Linked DNA regions of Callithrix jacchus: region 1 is linked to region 2. Evidence: chromatin contacts called from public Hi-C data. All regions are on one chromosome and are shown on one strand. Each heading gives the region's core, a stretch centred on a gene start, on an enhancer-like site or on the middle of the called end of the contact. The rest is flanking DNA. Distances are from core to core; before and after follow the strand shown. Region 1 has its middle 73 kb from the start of TXLNB. Region 2 has its middle 4.5 kb from the start of CITED2.

Evidence for each region. A called contact is a pair of places that touch in the nucleus more often than the background predicts.
Region 1: a contact with region 2 is called in a Hi-C map of skeletal muscle, with 8 times the contacts expected there. The contact joins two enhancer-like sites. A contact is called at or near these places in 3 of 3 Hi-C or Micro-C datasets (induced pluripotent stem cells and skeletal muscle).

Annotation. Positions count from the first base shown.
Region 1 is chr4:145,997,994-146,000,908 of calJac240_pri, reverse strand. No RefSeq gene overlaps it. Among named protein-coding and RNA genes, the nearest start is that of TXLNB, 73 kb to the left of the region's middle. Within about 2 kb of position 1,493, at least 6 of the 16 cell types and tissues checked have an H3K27ac peak or open chromatin away from gene starts, as enhancers often do. A contact at or near this core is called in skeletal muscle, where this site is marked.
Region 2 is chr4:146,156,600-146,159,805 of calJac240_pri, reverse strand. No RefSeq gene overlaps it. Among named protein-coding and RNA genes, the nearest start is that of CITED2, 4.5 kb to the left of the region's middle. Within about 2 kb of position 1,520, at least 9 of the 16 cell types and tissues checked have an H3K27ac peak or open chromatin away from gene starts, as enhancers often do. A contact at or near this core is called in skeletal muscle, where this site is marked.

The DNA of each region.
Region 1 (2,915 bases), core at 244-2,743, 160 kb after region 2:
CTTACCAAGTTATTCTAGTTTATTCTTGGGTGCAGAGTTACCTTGCAACATCTGATTCTACCCTTACAAGAAGCAGAATTCCCATCCAGCTTGTCTCTTGAGCATCAATTTCATTATGTTGAGATTCTGAAGATGCATCATATTTTCTTTGAGCTCTAGTATTTGGGCTCTATGATTTGGGCTCCTCTGAGTTTCTATTTTATTTAAGAGCTGGCTATGGGGGATTGGGTTGTTATTTTAGCTAAGATTTTGACCTTTATCATTATCTGATAAAATAGGAACATTAAAGGTCAACCACAGTTGAAACTGGGCAAGTAAATTTTAACCTATATCCCAGAGTCTGTCTGAGGCCAAAACTGGTCTGGGAGGAAATTTACCACGATAAGTTAATAATGCCAACCCCAGAAGGAGAGAAAGGGACAGCACATATGCCAGGCGTTTGTCAAACACAAATATAATGACACACATAAGTACCAGCTCTCTGAGAAGTTGCTTTGTATCCACTTAAATGTTGGAGACTCGTGGCTATATCTCACTCCTGCTTCTCTTTGGATAGTATACAAGGATTTGCTAAAATGGCAGATAATCACCCATAAACTAAGGAACTAGCAAAAAACAAATCCCAGTGACTTGGGGTTTGCCACCACTTAGTGTAAGAGTTTGAGAAGTTTGAATTAAATAGAAAGGGAGGGTGCATTGTTGGTTGTCTTTGCCTGTTCAGGCTTCTATAACAAAATACCATAGACTGGGTGGCTTACAAACAACAGAAATATATTTCTTGTGGTACTAGAGGCTGAGAAGTCCAAGATAAAGACACCAGCAGACTCAGTGTATGGGAGGTCTGCTTCTCCACAGTCAGCCGTCTTCTCACCGTGACCTCACATGGCAGAAGGGGCAAAAGATCTCTCTGAGGTTTCTTCTATAAGAGCATTAATCCCGTTCATGAGGGGTCCACCCCCATGATCTAATTATCACCCAAAGGCCCCACTTCCTAATAACATCAGTTTGAGAGTAAGCATTTCAACATAAGATTTTGAGGGGGACACAGTCAGCCTATAATATCAGTTGAGATTCAGCTTTCAGGAAATGAAGGGTAATTATGGTGACCATATTTTCTAAACCACAAGTTGAAATCCTATTGGACGAAGCCTAATACTCTTCTATCAGCAAAAAAAGAAACCAGAACATTAGAAATCCAGACTGACCAGGAAAAGCTAGCTCATAGGTATAACAAATATAATTCTGCCACCAGTTCAAGATATTCTAGATTTTTGCTGACTTGGTTCCAAGATGGGGCTTTAGAGAACTGACCATGTTGATGAGATTTTCCAGACCAGAGTTAGAAGAAGGAAAGGCCTGCCTGCCCTTTCAGCCTTCCAGCTGCTCCCAGACACATGTGTGGGGAACCAGATAACTGACTCCTAACCTGCTTATTTTAGCCCAGTGGCTTCGCTTCTTGACGTCTTCAGTCTCATGGCCACATTCTAAAGGCCCTCACTCTGAAACTGCCTGCACGCAGGGACAAACAGCAGCAGCTGCCACCGCACTGATAATGGGTTTGTGCTGCTGCTGGCCCAGGAAGGCTGCTTTGAGCTGATGATTTGCATTCCTGCTTGCCCAAACAGACAGCCTCCGTGTGGCCGCCAGCTTCTGCACAGAGAGAACAGCAGTGCCACCTACTGAACTGCTGGAGGTGTAGCCAGTGACTCGGTCAGCCCAGGCCTGCTTGTCATTAAATCTGGCAGGACTGTGTACCCAGCAACCCGACTGAAAACCACCTTTGTACAGTGATTAGGTAGGCCTCCTCTTCTGCCAACTTGAGTGATTGTTTGCCACCGTTAGGTGAACAAAGTCTCAAGGAAGTTTATTTTTCTCTGAACAAATAAAACCGAATTGCAGTTGGGATCCAGGCTATATCCCACTTCAGTGAGAACTGGGCGAGCCAGCAGTTGTGGAATTGAACACTGAATACTGTTAGTGAGTACTTACCCTGTGCTAGACACTGCGGGAGGCACTTGGGATAGAAGCATGAATGAACTACACTAGAGAAGCAATAGAAAGATGATGAACCTATACCAGTATTCCACAATTGACAAAATACGCTCAAAGAACACAGCCACAATTTACTCCACAGAGAGCATGTCTCCAAGGATAGAATCTGGGGGAACCAGATTTCTATTTTCCTGTGGGTTCCATTGCTGCTGTCACCAAGCTGAGATCCAGAAGTCATGATGACTTCTTCACTGGTTTTATAAAACTCATCAGTTAAAAAATAATATATTTGGAATCTTCTCTTTTTTCTTTTTCTTTCTTTCTTTCTTTTTTTTTTTTTTTTTTTGAGACAGAGTTTCGCTCTGCTGCCCAGGTTGGAGTGCAGTGGTGCAATCTCAGCTTACTGCAACCTCTGCCTCCCAGGTTCAAGCAATTCTCCTGCCTCCGCCTCCCAAGTGGCTGGGATTACAGGCATTGCACCACCATGCCTGGCTAATTTTTTGTGTTCAACAGAGATAGGGTTTCACCATGTTGGTCAGGCTGGTCTTGAACTCCTGACCTCAGGTGATCCACCCACCTTGGTCTCCTAAAAAGCTGGGATTACGGGCGTGAGCCACCATGCCTGGCATATATTTGGAATCTTCTTCACAAAATTGCTGCTTTGCAGATGCTCTAAGTATCTACTTGGCCTGCCCCTTGGAAAATCTTGCCAGGACAGCTCTCAAAGTGCTAAATCTTTTCAAGGTATTGACAAACTCATCTATGTGTTAATAGCACATTTCTGACAATTATTAATAAAATATAGTTTATATGTTTTCAATATCTAATGACATCAGAAAACCTTACTTAAATATGTGCATACATACAAACATGCTTGTACTTACTCATATAAGTTAGTAATTAAGCACCCTATTAAGTCAAGA
Region 2 (3,206 bases), core at 271-2,770:
TGACTGGTTCATAGTTTTAAGAGGAAGAAGGAGCAGAATTCCGCCTTGAGGCTTTCTATTTTGTCCTGCAATATTTAAAATTTACTCAGGTTGACTCAAAGGTCAAATTACAATCTTTACAAGATGTTCCCTCTTAAGCATGCCCCGTTTTCCTGAATTCTGAGCCTTTCCTGTTAGATGAACGGGATGCAAACACCTAAAATATTTTAATTTTACTTAGAGAGATGATTTACCAAGACCATAGCTACAATTAAGTAAGTGGGTGTCAAGTTTTGCCTTATATAATCCAGCGAAGGAAAAAGAAATATTTTAAAAATCAGATTATCCCAGGTGGAAGGAGAAGGAATTTTATTTTGTTTTCTCTTTCATGTTTTCATGGCTTACCTCATGTTTATAAGAGCAACACACCCACCTTAAAGAAAAAAAAATGCAGACTTTTGGACGTAACTTACTAAGGGAAGTCAAAAATGTAGATTGAGAAAAATTTTATAAATAATGCTTTAAAAGAACATTTAAACTTAGATTCTCATCTTAAATTGCATATTTTATAAGAAGTCAGGAGGACTGGGTATTTAGAAGTATTCTGAGAGAGTAAGTTGGGCATAAAGGCTGCTTTAAGTGGAATTCAGATCACCTACATTCTGTAATTCTATTTCCAAGGCAGGCCATGTAAAATTAAAATGTACACACTCCACTGGGTTTTTTATACCTCTGTAACTGACACTTTCTTATTTAAAATTATGTTCAAATAAATAATTTCTGAAAATACACTGAATCATCCAAAACTCTTTTTTAACCCGCTTTAAAAGCTGATCCAGATTTCCACATTAATAGTTAAAGCTGAAGTTTTCTTCAGCTAAGACATGTCAATACTAAATCTGCAATCAGCAATAAATCTTTCTGGCTAAGCATTTTCACAGTAAGTTTTTCTTTTTTCCAGAGGTTCAAGTGAAAAAATATGTTTGCATACGTATTAATCCAGCAATTCCAGTCCTTTTTCACTAGTGCCAGGAAAAAAGGAAAGCGATTAAAGGCATTGTTTTTTGCATAAAGAAGCAAAAGAATTGTCTTGCCACCACCCTTCACCATTTATTCTGCCAGGGAATAAGCCACAACACCTGCTCTGTCACTAAATTCCTCCTGCTGCTCAAACGCCGGAACACGTATGTAGAGCTGCAGAGCCCAGGGAACTATTATTAGAGCTTGAGCCCATCCCTACCAGAACAGAGGACTCAAACAGAGGAGCTGGGCTAAAAAGCACAATTTGTCTTCAGTGCAAATACAAATGCTCCCCCACCCCCATTCACTTGAATGATCTCTGTTTCATTAAAAACTCTTTCTTGATCAACAATTGAGCAGATTCTATGTGATATCTGCAGGTCTCTTAAGCAGAGAAAAATAACTCCTTGTTTGAACAACCTGATTAATGAAACCTGTACAGTGACCTAGATCACCCGGCTACTGGCAGACATTTGCAAAACCTTTTGTGGTCTTGCTTCCTACTAAGTTGCTTATAGCATATGGGGAAATTTGACCTCTGTACCTTGGCTGTTTGTCAAAAAGTTCTAATATGATACAAGAGAGCTTCTGTTCTTTAAGCTTTGCCCAAAAATAGACACTCCATGCTTGATTTTTCAAGAAGAGATCAATGATAAGCCACAGCACAACCTCATAGCTACATGTCAGAAAAACAAGTCCACATTAATAAAAACGTGTACCTCTGTCTTGTGCCTGATAAAATCCTCGTGACAGTATCTTTGCAGGAGCTGATAAAGACGTTAGAGCTATGGATGGGTCTTTGAAGAACGGTTACCTAATCACCACTGTTTATGGGGGTGCTGGGCTAGAGCACTAGTAGCAGAAGGCTGACATCCATTGTGAAGTTTATGGTCTCCATGACTTTTACTACTGTAAACGCCTGGGATGGCTATAAATTGATGTCAACATTAAAGGCCAGATCCTTTAGAGAAAAATATTAATCCACTAATCTATTATGGGTGGCCAGCTCTGAAATAGAAACTTTACAGTCCCAGACCATTAGGTGTTTTCGCCCCCTTGTGGAATTTATTTGGAAGGTCAATGAAAACCTGTTTCCTCAAGAGGTTTTTCTCTTTATTGTTGTTTTGTTGCCATTTCTGAAGACTTTGTTTTCTCCTTGGAGCAAACAGCACATATTCGAGCAACACATTTTTTTTTAACCCAAGAAGATTCCAAAATAAACATCCTTTATAAAATAAGAATATTTTATTTACCAAAAAGCTTATCCTATGATTAAGTGTGCATCAATGAGATTTGCCTCTTAGCTGAAAATATGCATTACCTAAGGGATTTTCTTTTAAAAGTGTAATGAGCAGTGGTTTGGGCCAATGCTTTAGCCTGTAAACTATGAGGGGACGGCAAATCCTCGGCACCCCACAACAGGACTGTTGCTTCGCTGGAAGGGTAGATAACAATGCATTTGACGGTATGAGGTTGGAAAGGTGGAGGGAAGTATCCAAGAATGCAGAATGTAATTATCCACACTGGAATGTGACCAAGCCACCGGGCCCTAATCTCGTGAAAGGACTGCAGGATCTTTAATGAGGATGAGTCTTGCTGTCTAATTGAGTCAGGAAAATTTACTTTAAAATAAACTGGGCAGATAACATTGTCTCCAAAAAATAAATAAATATAGAATTCAAGGAATTTAGGACCCATGCCAGTGGCGATTTTTTTCTCTGCAATGGTACTGTTTTGCTAGCATGAAAGCCGTATTACACTTCTTCAGAAATGCATGCTTGAGAGCTGGTATTTATCATTTTGGTACTGTACCGCTATCATCAAAATCAGCGCTCCCAGGCAGGTTGAGGCTGAGCCTCCACAGGAGAACAATAGGTAGCACATCAAATGACTTAGCCAATGAACCCCTATTATCATGGGTTCTGGTTGTCTTTTCCCTCTAGAATAGAAGGAACAATGGCAATGTCAGAATTTTAATTGCAATGGACTGGCTTAAATTACTTGACCTATTTTTATGCAGCAAGGAGAAAAGTGATTCTTTTTTTTTTTTTTTCCTGGTAGTCATACTTTTAATTTAAACTGGAAAAGGAAACATAAGAATATTTTCTATCAAATACTGCTAACAATTTTAGTTCGCCTTGTAGTAAGACCCACCTATATTTTTGAAAAATAGTAAGACATCTGAAATAAAGAACTTTCCTTCTCAG